5 separate regions of the Mus musculus genome follow, and all the other regions are linked to region 5. A link is a contact called in public ChIA-PET and promoter capture Hi-C data. All regions are on one chromosome and are shown on one strand. Each heading gives the region's core, a stretch centred on a gene start, on an enhancer-like site or on the middle of the called end of the contact. The rest is flanking DNA. Distances are from core to core; before and after follow the strand shown. Region 1 holds the start of Alyref (Aly/REF export factor). Region 2 holds the start of P4hb (prolyl 4-hydroxylase, beta polypeptide). Region 3 holds the start of Mafg (v-maf musculoaponeurotic fibrosarcoma oncogene family, protein G (avian)). Region 4 holds the start of Nploc4 (NPL4 homolog, ubiquitin recognition factor). Region 5 holds the start of Wdr45b (WD repeat domain 45B).

Region 1 (2,700 bases), core at 158-2,657, 760 kb before region 5:
CCCAGAAAGGCCCAGCACACCTGACTCAGTTCTGGCTATATCAAAGCTAATTCCCAAAATTATGCCTTGTAACCAGAGAACTCTAAATGCCTCTGAGGTCCAGTTTATAAAGAAATTTAAAAAGACACAAAATCCAAGAAGGGAGGGGAAGAGAAAAAAAATATTTCGAAGGCATGGAGAACCATGACCCAGGTAAGACCCAGGAAAGATCGCCAGTTAAGATCCAGCACAGAGACGCAGGCTGGAAGATACTCTCAGCCACCTTTCTCAGCATCTGGGAGATGCTGGACTTCCTTCTCCTATCAGTTCACCATATCGAGCATAAATCTGAGAAGCAAGCACCTTTCGGTCATGCTGGGACCGGAGTTGTGGCCAGTCTGTGCAGGTTAGAAACTGTAAGCTCTGGCACAGGGCAGGCGCTCACAGTTTGGACAGCAGACAGGACTCATTTTTAGGGGGGCGCGCGCACACACACACATACACACACAGTGTGTGACATCTTCCTGCAGCCTGGCTTATGGGGTCGTGCTCAAACCCTACTTTTTCTGAGGCCAAGGCTCTCAGGGTGACAGTGGCTGGCTCTGGGCAGCCTAGGGGAGGGCAGGTTCCAATCTGTAAAGGATCCTGGAGCCCACGTCCGCGTGGGACGAGGAAAGCGGAGAGCTCCCGTCTCCTACCTGAATATCAGCATCTGACACTCCGAAGTCCAGGTTGGACACCAGCAGCTTCCCGCCGGTCTCCACGCCGGCTCCACCCCCGAAGCCGCTGTCGAAGAGGTCGTGCTGCCATTTGTCGGGAAGTTGTTTCGGCTGGAGAGAAACCGTAAGCACAGAGACACTCGTGAGACTCGTCCCGGGAGCCCGCGACACCTCGGCGACGCTCTCCCGTCGGCCCCGCGGCCAAGGTCGAGGAGCCCCGAGAGTCCCCCAGCCCCGCCGCTCCGCTACGGACACCCAAGTTCTCTCGCAGCGGCCCCCGCCGCCACGAGGCTGGACCACGACCGGACAAAGCGTCCCGGAAGATCCTGGCCTCGGGACGGCCTCGCCCCCGCCCACCCCTCGGCCGCGGTCCCGCGCGGGACGCTCACCCGGTCCCGGCCGGCCCGGGCGCACCCTCCCCGGCCCGCGCCGCAGGTCCCCGCACTCACTCTGCTGTACGGCGCCGGCCGGTTCCTGCCGCCGCCTGCGGCGCCGCGGGCGATGGCGGGCCGGTTCCTCATAGGCCCGCCGCCTCGATTCACCCGCGCGGCGGCCTGCACTGCGCCGCCGCGGCCGCCCTGGGAGCCGGCCCTGCCGCGACCCCGGCCCCCGCCGCGGCCTCCTCGCTGGCTCCGGTTCAGCTTAATGATGTCGTCCAAAGACATGTCCATTTTGTCGGCCATGGCGGGCGCGGATTCGGGCCTCGGATCGAGCCCGCGCGTCAGCACGCCGCGGCGTCACTTCCGGCGCCTCCCCCTGCCTTCCGGCGTCGCGGGCCCGAAGCGAGCGGCGATTGGTCTGGGCGCGCGCGATTCCGCAGAGCGCCTGCGTACGGCTCGCCGCGGTGGCTGGCGCTACTTCGGAGGAGCCCGACGCGGCGCGGTCGTTTTTATACATTCCCGCGCGGAGGCAACGGAAGGGCGGGGCGCCTCGTGATTAGGCCGCGGAGGTGCGAGGGCGAGCAGGGGGCGGGGCCTGCGGGCGCCTCCCTGGGAGGCCGGAAGATCCTCGGGCGTCGCCTGGGTGCAGCGCAGTGTGCGCGTCCCGCGTCCCTCCTCACCGTGCGATCGTGGGGGTCCCGGCCGGTCCGTGGGTCCGACTTGGTTGTTTTTGCTCGAAGGCTCGGTCTCCTGACGAGCTGGCGTCCTCACCCCTGCTTTAACTTCGCGGATTAGTGACAGTCACTCTTTCCATATCTTTAAAAGCGAGGCCCTGGTTAGTGAAAACCAATGTTTTGCGTGGATGCGGAGGTTTTGTTTTTGTTTTTTTGTTTGTTTTCGTTTCCTGTTTGGCTGATCTGCTTCTGCCCCGGGATTAGAGGCGTGTGCCACCGTGCCAGACTACATGAGTGCAGATCTTTAAAGGCATCCTTAAAGGTGGCAAAATAAACTCGTGCCATTAATCCCACAGGCTCTCCTTGCCGTCTTTAAAGACAAACACGTGCCTTTTTCTTTCTTTTTGGTCGGGACGCACGGAATTTTGGAAGATGCCGTTCTTGACGAGTGCAGCACTTGCCGCAGCTCCATGACTTTGAGCTTAGGTGCTTTCGTATTCCGTACTAACTCCAGGTCATCCTCTTCCCTCAGGTCACAGGCTCTGTTGTCATGAAGGTGAAAATTAAATGTTGGAATGGTGTGGCCACTTGGCTCTGGGTAGCCAATGATGAGAACTGCGGCATCTGCAGGATGGCGTTTAATGGCTGCTGTCCAGACTGTAAGTGTCTTCCTATGCGCTCTCAGAACTTTAGCCTACTCCACCAGCCTAAAAATCCCTAGGTTTCCCAGCACTGGGTAGGCAGAGACTGGAGGATCTCTGAGTTTGAGTTTAGCCTGGTCAACAGGACAAGTTACCTAACCCTAACCGAAACCCCACCGGACAGTGGTGTTGCACGCCTTTAATCCCAGCACTCTGGAGGCAGAGGCAAGTGAATCTCTGAGTTCAAGGCCAGCCTGATCTACAGAGGGAGTTCCAGGACAGCCAGGGCTACACAGAGAAACCCTGT
Region 2 (2,700 bases), core at 97-2,596, 780 kb before region 5:
AACCAACCCCAATCCCTACTTTGCCCTGTGACCACCAGCACTGTAAAATCATCCTTGACTTGTAACTTCGTACTGCCCCCAGCAATCAGGGTCAGTGTATACCTGGGGTTTACCACTCAGAATCTAGGAAAAGTTAAAAGGTTGCTGGGCCAGCACTATATGTAGCAAGTACGTGTCCAGATGCCTATCCAAAGCTGTTCTTTCTACTATGGGAATGTGACAATCTGTCAAGGCAACCTGGCAGCTGTGTTGGAGCTCACACACTTGTAAGCAGAAGTAAAGGCTTAGATCTGGCTTGCTTCCCGGTATACGGCAAGTTACAGGTAGGGTGGGCATAGTAAAGAGCGTTTGATCTACTCTATCGGAACTGCTAACTGCTCACACAGCCCACTCTGTTTTTCCCAGCTAACAGAAGGTTCTGGCCATGTGGACGTCGTGCACAAAGATACCTTCTTGATTCTCAATCCCGCAGTCCCCCTCAATGAGCTCTGACTACAACGACTTCTACTTTGGGTAGGAAGGATGCTCTTGGGACAACTGGAAGCAGAGAAGCTTACAGTAGGTGCTACCCGCGAGGTGCAGCTCTGGACCGGCCAGTCCGTGTTCCGTGGGGCAAGCTGAGGGCTACGGGCCACCGTACTCAAGAGGGGCCGGCCGCGCAGGACAGTGCTGGGTGCCGCAGAGGGCGGCCCGGAGGAGTCCGTGGACAAGGGGCCCTTCCCCCCCCGCCCAGGCCCACGGCGCACTCACAGAACTCCACCAGCAGGTACTTGTGCGCCGCCAGCGCCTCCTCGAAGTTGCTCTTCTTCAACACCAGGACGTTGTCCTCCTCCTCCAGGGCGTCGGCGCCCACCCTAGCCGCCCAGGCCAGGGCTAGGCACAGCAAAGCACGGCTCAGCATGTCGGACGTCTGCAGCGGGCGGGGCAGTTGGGTTGGCGCCGCCGGGACAGCCAAGGCGACGAGAGCGCGCGTCGGTCCAGACCTCGCCTTTATAAATCCTGGGCCGGGGACGCGCCCACGCCTCCCCCTCGCTGCGCGCGTCAGCCGCCGTGCGCATGCGCCCCGCCGCGCCCTCCGATTGGCCAAGGAGCTGAGAGACCCGCCCTCGCCGTGCGGGGACTGGACACCCACTCAAGGCTGGGCCACCAAGTCGACAAAGACCCGGAGGCCTTTCGGTTCTTGCCTGGGATTGGCCACGGCGCGCGCGCGCGCGCACAAACCCAATGTCCCCCAGCGTCTGATTCGCTGGCGAAAGCCAACTTTCTCTTTCTGGACTTCTGACTGGCGACTTTTCCCACGCCTTCCACACGTCTGGAATGGCTGCGGCTTTCCGCTGCCCGGCCTCGTGGCTCCTGATTGGTGGAGAGATGCGCGTACCCAGCCCGATTCTCCGTCGAACGTGGCAGTGGGCGGAGTCCCGGACCCCTGGGCGGGGCTACGCTTGCGCCTCCGAAGCCCCTCGTGTTGCATTCTGACTGGACCGCGTTTCCGTACTGGCACCGCCCCCAAGTCTCCTCAAGGAAGCCAGGGACGCCACTTCCGGTGCGCGTGCGGCTCGTGCGGTCCCTGCCCAGGTCTTGGGTGACGGACCCTAGTTTCGGGGTCGGTGTTCTGTGCTTTTCTCGGCTGCGGTAGCTGCCAGGCGTGTCCCCACGCCGCGGGCACGTTTCTCGGGCGCCCCGTGGTCGTCCGAGGCTCCTGTCCACCATTCGGAATTCGGTGCCCGAGACCTCTGCGGAAGCTGCTGGGGAAGTGGAGAAAGCAGTCCGTGCCGTCCGCTTTATACTGACCACATGTTGAAATGGCTCTTGAGTTCGTTGGGCTGAATAATAAAAAGGTTTGGCTTCTGTGAATCAGCCTTTCCATTACGTACGAGAGTCACATTTTGTCTCGGTTGGACTTCCTTTTCCAGAATCATCTTCTACTTTGTGTCTCTATCCCTTAGTGACTTGGAACTCATTGTACACAGGCTGGCCTGGAACCCGAGGAAATACTTAAAAGATCTGCACCGGCCCACTGGGTGCTGTAGTTACAGCTGTGAGCAGTCCCTGTCCGTGTTCGGTCCATCTTTCTCTTTCTTTACTGCTCCCCGGCTGTCAACCGACCTGCTCTCCACGCCCAGCCCGGGAGCTCACTCCTAGAAGCATCTTCTTTTTTCACTTCCCACTACGAAAACTATCCTGATTGTCAAGGGTCATTAGAAAAGGCAAACACCCAAATATTAAGTATATAGATTGACTAGTACTACACTGCTCTCAGAAATGGATAAAAAACAAGAAATATGGCATATGGTTTTGTATTTTGATAGTTTTTTTTTTTTTAATTGTTTTTAGTTTTTCAAGACAGTGTTTTCCTGTATAGCCCTGGAACTCGATAGACACCAACCTGGCCTTGGACTCAGAGATCCATTTACCTCTGCCTCCTCAGAGTGCTGGCATCAAAGATGTGTGCCATCACTGCCTGGCAGTAGCTTCTTTAGCAACGTTGTCAATAAGGACATGCATGTATTACCTTTCCTACTAGAAACTCCTCTTATCTAGTGTGAGTTTCTTCCCTTGAAGACCAAGTCCTTTGTGCCCCAACCCATTCAGTGTAGGCAGAGAGGGAGTCAGATCCTGGTCGGAGCTCACTGGGAAACCTTCGAGTATATACGGGATGACTTTGCAGGCCTAGGAGAGCTATGAATGAATTTGCCCTGG
Region 3 (2,700 bases), core at 30-2,529, 720 kb before region 5:
AAACAGCCATTCAGCCACACCCCACAAAACTGTCACCTCCCAAGAGTCTCCAGACACCCAACAGGGCACACACACTTTTTGGTAACTCCAGGCAACAGTGGGACCCCAAACTCTTCTGAAAGGAATAACATTGGGATAAATAAAACTACATCTTCTACTCCATGGTTGCACCTCAAAAACTCTCACCAGCTGCCTAGATCCACACTCTGCTCTCCTTAGCTGGTTAGAGCTGCCCCAGCTTCTTTCAAGCCACAGACCCTTCTCCCCCTGCCTCCCGGTCTTCCCCATCTAGGACCGACGAAGCCTGGCCATTCAGGGTCACAGAGAAGGAAAGCTTGCTTCCCAGACGAGCTGGCTCGGCCCACCTAAGCTCCTCCCCTCAGCGTACACCGATCGGTCTCCGGGTTTGGGGAACTGCCCCAGTTGTGGGACCCGGGCCAGGAGCCCAAGAACCAGGCAAGGATGCGCACGCCCGGGGCTTTACCTTCCACCCCGGGAGAAACCTGCGGCGCGCCCCTGCAATGCCTCCTTCGGAGCCTTTGCCTCCAACTCACAGGTCTGTCAAACTTAAACACGACCCCGGATCCCGGCCCGACCTTCACCACCCGGATCGAGCCCTGTCTCCCGACTAGACCGGCCGATAGCGGGCCCCGGCCCCCCGCCCTGGCCCAGCGTCAGCAGGAGCACCGAGTGACCTCATGCTGATGACTCAGCACGTCTCCGCTGGGCTCGCACCCGCGTGGCGAGCCCAAGCCGCGCAGCAGGGTCTCCCCGCCGCCTCCCCTGTGGGCCCGCGCGCGACCCCGCCCGCGCGGAAGCCGACGGACACCTGATGAGTCAGCAGCTCGGTGCGGCCACCCCGCTGACCCGGGCAGACGCGCGCAGCTCGCCCTTAAATCGCGCCCCCCGCAGGGCACCCGGGGTCCGCCGCCGCGCGCACGCCCGTCCCCAGCCTCGCGGTCGCCCGGTCCGCCGGCTCTAGGGGGACACAGGCGAACAGCCGGCTGGCGGGGAAACCAAGGCACGCGCTGCCGTCGGGTGCGCCGCAACCCCGAGGCCAGGCCCCGCCGCCCGCCCCAGCCCCGCGCACTCACCACACTGCGGGCCCGGGCGGGCCAAGGCGGGGCTGGGGCGGGGCCGCGCGCGCGCGCTCCGGGGCTGCGCGGGGCTGGGGCGGGCGCGAAGGGTCCGGGCCGGGGGCTTAGGAGGACTGGCCGCCTGCGCGGGCCGGGCCAAGCGCGCTGGGAAGGCCGGGCCGGACCGGGCTCAGAATCCGCCGCCGCCGCCGCTCCTCAGACGTCACATGATGTTTGGTCACGTGGGTTCCATTCATGAAGCGGCGACGCGGCTGGCCTAAGCTTAAAGGGAAAGGCGAGGCGGCAGCAAGGCGAGCGCGCCCCCATCACGCCTGCGCAGCCCCGCGCCGTTGCCCTTGGCAACGCCCGCCGCGCCCTGGCAATGTCTCGCGGGAGTCGTCCCGGCGCTCGCCGGGTTGACCGTGCTCCTGCAGAGACAGGTTCTACGGAGTGGCCCCAACTCGGATGCCTCTAGCTCCCTCCCGATCTCCACACCAACTCAGACCGAGGTCTATGGGAGGTTTGTTTGATTTTCTTCACTTGGATGCATAGTTTCACTGTACAGCGAGCAGACTGGATTTCAATTCCCTGAGATGCTCCTGCCTCGGCCCCCTGAAAGCGGAACTCACAGATGAGCGTCACCACGCGGGAACCTATTTGCTGTTTTGAAGGTGTGACACAGTGATTTAGTTCCTTACCCCGTTCTGCTGCGACGTCCTCATTCTAAATGGGTCAGCAGTCTGAAAAGGACACGGCTGTTGAGGGGCACAGCCCCAACCCCAGCTCAGATCCCCAAACTATCCACGATGACACGAAGGCTTGGAGGACGCTCACTAATGATTCTAATCTCCGGAGGGTGCTAGGGGCTTCACCTGCGGCCGTGGACCATCTCTTCGGGTAGTGTGCGTGCACTGTAGGAGTTGTGCACTTTGCCCAACCCTTCTCTGCCGCATTTGAAACTACTTTGGGTGCATTCTGCTGCTACTTTTTCTGTGAGACTTCTCGCTGCTGTTGAAAAAGTAAAAAAGAAGGAAAGTAGGAGGGATCAAGTTTTCATTTCGAGGTTCTGAACGTTCTATTTGACCCTGTCTTCTCTGGGAATCGTGAAAAGGTGACTCGTTCTGTAACATAGGTGACAAGGAAAAGGGGGTAAGCAGGCTGGAGGGGGCCTGTGTGTGTCCTTTGTGTCAAATTTGGTTTCTTGAGACAAGGTTTAGACCAGGCTGGCCCCAAACTCTCAGAGATCCGACTGCCTCTGCCTCTCTAGTGCTGGGATTAAAAACATGTGCCACCACACCCAGCCTCAAAAAGTAATTCTTTACATTGTATTTCTTTGGGGAGTGGGGGGGGGGGAGCTTTTATCTTTCACTGGCTGTAGCCAGAGTCTCAGAATACAGAGAATTACTCCTTATGCCTTGTGGTGGTTTGAATAGAAATGGCCTGCATGAATTCTAAATGCCGTGTCTAAATGCTTGGCCCATAGGGAATGGCACTATTAGGAGGTGTGGTCTTGTTGGAAGACGATTGTCTCTGTGGGGACAGGCTTTGAGGTCTTATATACTCAAGCTATGCCCGTGTGTGACTTACAGTTTCTTGCAGCCTTCAGAATGCAGAACTCTAACTA
Region 4 (2,700 bases), core at 121-2,620, 920 kb before region 5:
TCAGCCTTTGGAACACCTGAACACACTGCTTAACCTCAGTAAAGAGCATTTAAATAAATAGAAATTTAAAAAGCGGATTGACCTACTGATACCTCACCTATTTCTAGGCAAGTCATCTGTGATGGTAAATTTAAGTTTTAAAACTAAGTCAGCCTTTCTTTCTCAGGTTTCTCTGCATCGTCTGCATCCAGGATAGAAAATACAGAGAACAGAAGACCCCTAAATGGAGCTGTGAGGAAAGAGAAGCTGCCCTCAGAGAAAAGCCTTAACTCTTAGCCTGCCATAAATGTCTGCAGTGAGATAAGTGAGGTGGGAGGATGTCAAGGTCAAGGATGGCCTGGGACAAAGTAGTAAGACTGTCTCAAAACACAAACAAAACTCAAGAGCTATACTTCCCTGGAAATCCAGAGAGATGTGATGTTCTCGAATGCAGGAAACCACTGAAGAGCTGTTTCAGGCCTAAGGCAACCACCATGATTCCGATCCCATGGAAATCCCCAATATTCCTCCATGTTGGCCCTAGTTATTCTGTCAGAACGGGTCTGTTACTCCTATCACTTCCCAACCCCTGCCACATATGCTCTGGAGAGAAACTCCCACAGGTTAACAAACGGCTGGTTTTCCTCTCCTTTTACTGACTTATTTCATGGGGCTGGGGGTGACAGTCTCTACTGTCAGGCTAAAAGTGAAATCGGCCTTCTTTATGACACTCCTTTTAAACAGGTGGTCGTCAAGTCGCCTGTGTCAAAGAGGAGCCAATCCCGCCTGTTTTGGGTTGGCCCCCATGGCCGCGTCCTCTGTGGGAAAAGGGTTCCCCTAATGATGCCCTTTTCTTCTCCGGTCGACTCTTCCGGAGTGAAATCGTGACGAGGCACTGTCGGGATGGAGGAGGAGAGAAGGACGTACCGGGCTTCGGGGCCTGGGAGGAGGCCGAGGTCCCTCAGAGCAACCTGCAGCAGCGGGGAAGAAGAAGGCCGCTCCGTTCCGACCGCTCGGCCTCCTTCCCGCCAGCCTTTCCGGGCTCGGCCAGGGCAGGTACCTCCTCAAACCCGGGGCGAGCGAGGAGGAGCCACCGGCTCCGAGCACCGTCCGGCGCTGGCCCGCCCAGGACACCCGCAAATCTGCTGCCTCATCCCAGCGCCCCGCTCCCTCCCGGCCGCCGCACTCACGATGCTCTCGGCCATGGCGGCCGCTCCAGTCTCCGGGCTCGGGCCCCGGGCTCCCGCCGCCTGTCTCCCCAAGGGCCTCGCAGCCCCGGCCTCGGCCTCAGCCCCGGCCCCGGCCTCCCGCCGCCGCCGCCACCGCCGCTCCAGCTTCGCCGCCCGGCTCCGCCAGTGCCGATGTCCGGTGCTTCGCTCAACACACTCCGCCAGGCGGAGAGAGAGGCGAAACAAGGTTCCGGCCCCGCCAACGGCCGCGCGCATGCGCCAAGTGGTGCCGCGCGTCCCTCGTCCGTGCCCCCTCGCCCCCCACCCCCTTCCCCTAGGCTGGGCCCAGGACCCTGGGTTCAGAAGACTGTGACAGGAGAGCCATATTCCTGAAAGTTCGAGCAATGAAAAAAAGCTGCAAGAAAAGGCGAGCGTCGAGATCTCGCTCAAATATAACCGTTACGGAAGTTTTGTACTGTCTTCACAATTTTCCAGCAATGAGCTGGAGTTTCTCCCTTTGTACTGAACTTTGTAACTGCATATGATTTGAAGTAGAAGACTTTTGAAATTTCTTAAGAGGCTAAACGCCTCCGAATTTTTATTTGATTTTTTTGTTGGTTTTTTTTTTTTTTTTTTTTTTTGGCTTCTGTTTTTTTTTTTTTTTTTAAGACAGGGTCTCACTAAATACAACCTTGGCTGTAGACCAGGTTGGCTTGGAACTCACAGTGCTGGGCCTGCCTCAGTGCTGGGATTGAAAGGCAGGCCCCCTTTCCTGCCTCCGATGGTTCGATTTATGAGTGTACTAAACTCCGATTATGTTTTAGACTGTTTTATTTATTTGTTGTTTTAGATATAATATATTTTACTGTGTACATTATATATTGTATATAATGTATATTTATACAATATGTTTTATTGAAAGAACTTGTTAAGACATAGTGTTGGCTGTCCTGGATCTAGCTCTGTAAACCAGGCTGGCCTTGAACTAACAGAGATCCACCTACCTCTGCCTCCCCAGTGCTGGGATTAAGGTTCTGTACCACCACCACCCAACTAAACTTTTTTTTAAAGTTTTTAATATATTTTATATGTATAAATGTTTTGCCTGCATGGATTTGGCTGCACCACAAGTGCCTGATACCTGAGAACATCAGAAGAGGGAGTGGATCCCTTGGAACTAGAGTTTCAGATGATTGAGACCCACCATGTGGGTACTGGAAACCAAAACCAAATCCTCTGGTACAGCACCAAGCACCACTCCAGCCCTGACCTTGAACTTTCGATCTACCTGACTCTGCCTCCTCTTGCTGGGGTTACAGGAGTGTGTCATCACACCCAATTCTGTGGACACTGCGGTAAAACCCAGGCTTCTTAGGAAAGCTCTCTACAAAGTTGTGCACATCCAAGGCCCATTTCTATCCTCGTCTCATGTAGTCCAAGCTGGTTTCAAGTCTGAAATCTTCCTATCTGCTTCCTGGGTGATGGGATTATAGGTGTACACCCCCACACCCGGCTCCCCTCTTAAGTCCATCGAACCATCACTGTCAATGTC
Region 5 (2,700 bases), core at 182-2,681:
AGCACTACCTAACTATAGTCTGTAATAGTAAGATCCCCACCTCAAAAATAAAAACAGCCAGGTGGTGAACATTTTTAAGGAGGTTTAGGGAGTTCCAGGACAGCCAGAGATACACAGTGCCAATTGTCTCAAAAATAAAAATAAACATAAAAATCAAAAAAACTCATCTTCTTAGCCAGGGGCAATAGAGTGAGCATGCAATCCCACTTGCTCCAGGGACTGTGAAGGGAAGATTCCTGGAGCACAGCTTAAGATAAGCTTGAACAGGAGAGCAAGATCCAGTCCCAACAATAACAAAAATCAAGTTAAGTTCACTTTCCAAGACAGTAAGTCATACATTTGCTACAGCACCTCGAAATTTTACATACGGAAAGCTAAGATGTTATAACTCTTAGAAGCCCAGAGTATCAGCCTTTACCCTTTTCCCTTGAGGAGATTTAGAAAAGGGAAGTTAGCTGACATAGTGGCACACTCCTTTAATCTCAGCACCCCGGGAGGCAGAGACAGGGTCAACAGAGTGAGTTCCAGGACAGTGAGGGTTACGCAGAAAAAGCGTCTCGGGGATATAATCCCCACTAAGAGGGGTTCCCGCCCATTATCTTGGAAGCAAGAATACCTTCTCCAAGACCCCAAACTCAAGAGGCAAGAGGCAGTCACGGGAACGCAAATCATGTAAGTCCTTTCATCCTACAGAACAGAAGAAAATACCAGAGGGGAGGGAGAGGCGTACAGCTAAGACATCAAGGCGAAGAACCTACACTCCACGAAGGTGCCAGCCGCAAGAACCACGACAAACTGCCGCCCCGCGACGGGCAGGTCCCGCTACGCCACCCGCTGGCAACGTAAGCGCTGGAGACCCTGACGCCCAGCAGTAAGCCTGCGGGTTCTTAGGTACCCGGTAAAAAAGTGGCACTGCCCGCCGACCCGGGCGGCGGCAGCGCGCGGAGGGGTGGGGTGGGGTGGGTGTTTCTCCCCGCTATGGGTGCCCGGGCTGGAAAGGACCGCGGGGGGGGGGGGTCCTCCCTACAGAGCGGTTCGGAGATTTCCTGAAAGAGCCGCCAGAGTCTGAGCTCTCAGGGCGCGACCGAGTCTCCGGTTAGGGTCCGGGGGACGCTCGCGACAGCTCCGGGGCCCTGCGGTCGCGGTAGCGTTGGGTCGGGGTCTCCCGGAAGGGCTGGGGTGTTACCACGGAGCTGGGCCCGGGGTCTCACCGTGGTCCTGGTTGAAGCCGGCGTACAGCAGCCCGTTGCCGTGAGGGTTACACGGCAGGAGGTTCATGGCGCCGTCGTAGGGACTGTGGCTCCTCAGCACCGCATACCGCTCGCAACCAGGCGATCTCTCCGGTCGCGCGGCGCTAGGGCCGCCGCGGCCGGAAGCCAGGGTCCTGGGGACTTGCGTCGTGCGTGTGTCGTCAGTGCTGCGTCATCAGTGCGCGCGGATCTGTGGGCGCGCGTGCGCGCAACCAGCAAGCGCCGAGGGACAGACGCGTCCACTGCAGGGAAGTAGGTGGCGGGAAGTAGGTGGCGAGGGCTCGCCGGGCGCGTCCATAAGGGGCGGGGCAGGACGCAGCCGAGGGGAAGCTGCGGAGAGAGCTGGGTGCCCCGCACTCACACAAGCAGGGCAGGACTGATGGGACCAAGGACAGGGCAGAGAAGAGACTGCGCCAACGCTCCTGCCCACAACACAGTCTCCTGAAACCCTCACCGCGTTCCCACGATACACATCGTGTTCGACCAGAAGCAGCCTTCGTGTAATGGTACCTGCATTTTCCCCGAGAGACAAACACAGACAGACTATCCCCTATTTCTTCCCGAGCTTTCCCAACCATCTGACACGTCCTCTCACAGACACAAATTTCCAAAGAGACATAATAGGACATAACCTCACAGAAAAGATCCCCAGACCTCGCGACTGTTGTTTGGGGTGCTCTGTTTACAGGGGTCTGGGATGGCTCTGGAAGCTGGTGCTTTCTCCTCTCTACTACAATTCATTCTCTGGTTCCCTCTCTCCTCACTGGCTTCTCCCCTTACCTGTTTACCATCCTTTCCCCCAAATGAAGACTTGTAGCGTCTTAGGATTCAAGAAGCTTAAGCAGAAGGACCCTAGTCCCACACAGCCCACCATTCATCCCATCAGCACTGAAGAGGGGAGGGGAAACCACTTCAGGGACTGTCCTTTCATCTCTCTAGTTATGAACCTAAGAAAGGGCAGCTGAGGCATGAATGTTCAAGCCCTAAACGGTCTCACCATCTGTGAGAACATTTGCACAACAATAAGGTGGCTGTGAAGGTCCTGGCAGGATGTCTTGATAGTTGGCCACTGTCAAGGAGGCCTTGTTCCTTCGGGTTTCACTGGCTTACACACTCACCTGCCTCTCTGGATATCTATTCACCTCATCTCCACAGGGCTGGATGACCCCAGCTTCAGGCCTTCAGTGGCTCAGATGGCTACACTCCTGCTTCTCTAAGGACATTGTTATTATGTATCTGGAGACTCAAAAAATGTTAAGACATTGTAAATCACTAATAAAAACTTAGGGTATCCAAGCTTTATCTTATTTCAGTTTTCCTGTTGTTTAATCTCTCATAGGGTCTAGCTTCCTAAGCAGCAGGACCAGAAGAGAGACCTATACTTGAGCCTTTATAACGCCAGAATGTTGTGGTGGCTTTGTTTTGGTTTTTGGTTTTTGTTTTTTTGTTG

The links. Promoter capture Hi-C pulls out the DNA fragments that hold promoters and counts their contacts. ChIA-PET counts read pairs in DNA pulled down with a chosen protein or histone mark.
Region 1: a promoter capture Hi-C map of the SN4741 cell line shows a contact between it and region 5, with 3 times the contacts expected there. The contact joins the promoter of Alyref here to the promoter of Wdr45b in region 5. A contact is called at or near these places in 3 of 39 promoter capture datasets (the SN4741 cell line, pre-B cells and stem cell-derived epiblast-like cells).
Region 2: an RNA polymerase II ChIA-PET map of memory CD8 T cells shows a contact between it and region 5, with 7 read pairs. The contact joins the promoter of P4hb here to the promoter of Wdr45b in region 5. A contact is called at or near these places in 1 of 39 promoter capture datasets (erythroid cells) and 1 of 115 datasets of contacts at active chromatin or transcription factors (memory CD8 T cells).
Region 3: a contact with region 5 is called in a promoter capture Hi-C map of pre-B cells, with 2.5 times the contacts expected there. The contact joins the promoter of Mafg here to the promoter of Wdr45b in region 5. A contact is called at or near these places in 1 of 39 promoter capture datasets (pre-B cells) and 2 of 115 datasets of contacts at active chromatin or transcription factors (effector CD8 T cells and pancreatic cancer cells).
Region 4: a promoter capture Hi-C map of erythroid cells shows a contact between it and region 5, with 4 times the contacts expected there. The contact joins the promoter of Nploc4 here to the promoter of Wdr45b in region 5. A contact is called at or near these places in 2 of 39 promoter capture datasets (erythroid cells and liver).

Annotation. Positions count from the first base shown.
Region 1 is chr11:120,596,958-120,599,657 of GRCm38.p6, forward strand. Alyref (Aly/REF export factor) reads right to left here and starts at 1,408. Exons shown (of 6, transcript NM_011568.1): 1 at 1,148-1,408; 2 at 678-809. The coding sequence starts at 1,381. It overlaps Anapc11 (anaphase promoting complex subunit 11), which reads left to right and starts at 1,575. Exons shown (of 3, transcript NM_001038230.2): 1 at 1,575-1,913; 2 at 2,285-2,411. The coding sequence starts at 2,303.
Region 2 is chr11:120,571,907-120,574,606 of GRCm38.p6, forward strand. It overlaps P4hb (prolyl 4-hydroxylase, beta polypeptide), which reads right to left and starts at 1,347. Exons shown (of 11, transcript NM_011032.3): 1 at 751-1,347. The coding sequence starts at 901.
Region 3 is chr11:120,632,268-120,634,967 of GRCm38.p6, forward strand. It overlaps Mafg (v-maf musculoaponeurotic fibrosarcoma oncogene family, protein G (avian)), which reads right to left and starts at 1,280. Exons shown (of 3, transcript NM_010756.3): 1 at 1,095-1,280. It overlaps Gm17586 (predicted gene, 17586), which reads left to right and starts at 1,483. Exons shown (of 3, transcript NR_165823.1): 1 at 1,483-2,225.
Region 4 is chr11:120,436,330-120,439,029 of GRCm38.p6, forward strand. Nploc4 (NPL4 homolog, ubiquitin recognition factor) reads right to left here and starts at 1,371. Exons shown (of 17, transcript NM_001195023.1): 1 at 1,170-1,371. The coding sequence starts at 1,184.
Region 5 is chr11:121,353,016-121,355,715 of GRCm38.p6, forward strand. It overlaps Wdr45b (WD repeat domain 45B), which reads right to left and starts at 1,432. Exons shown (of 10, transcript NM_025793.3): 1 at 1,212-1,432. The coding sequence starts at 1,278.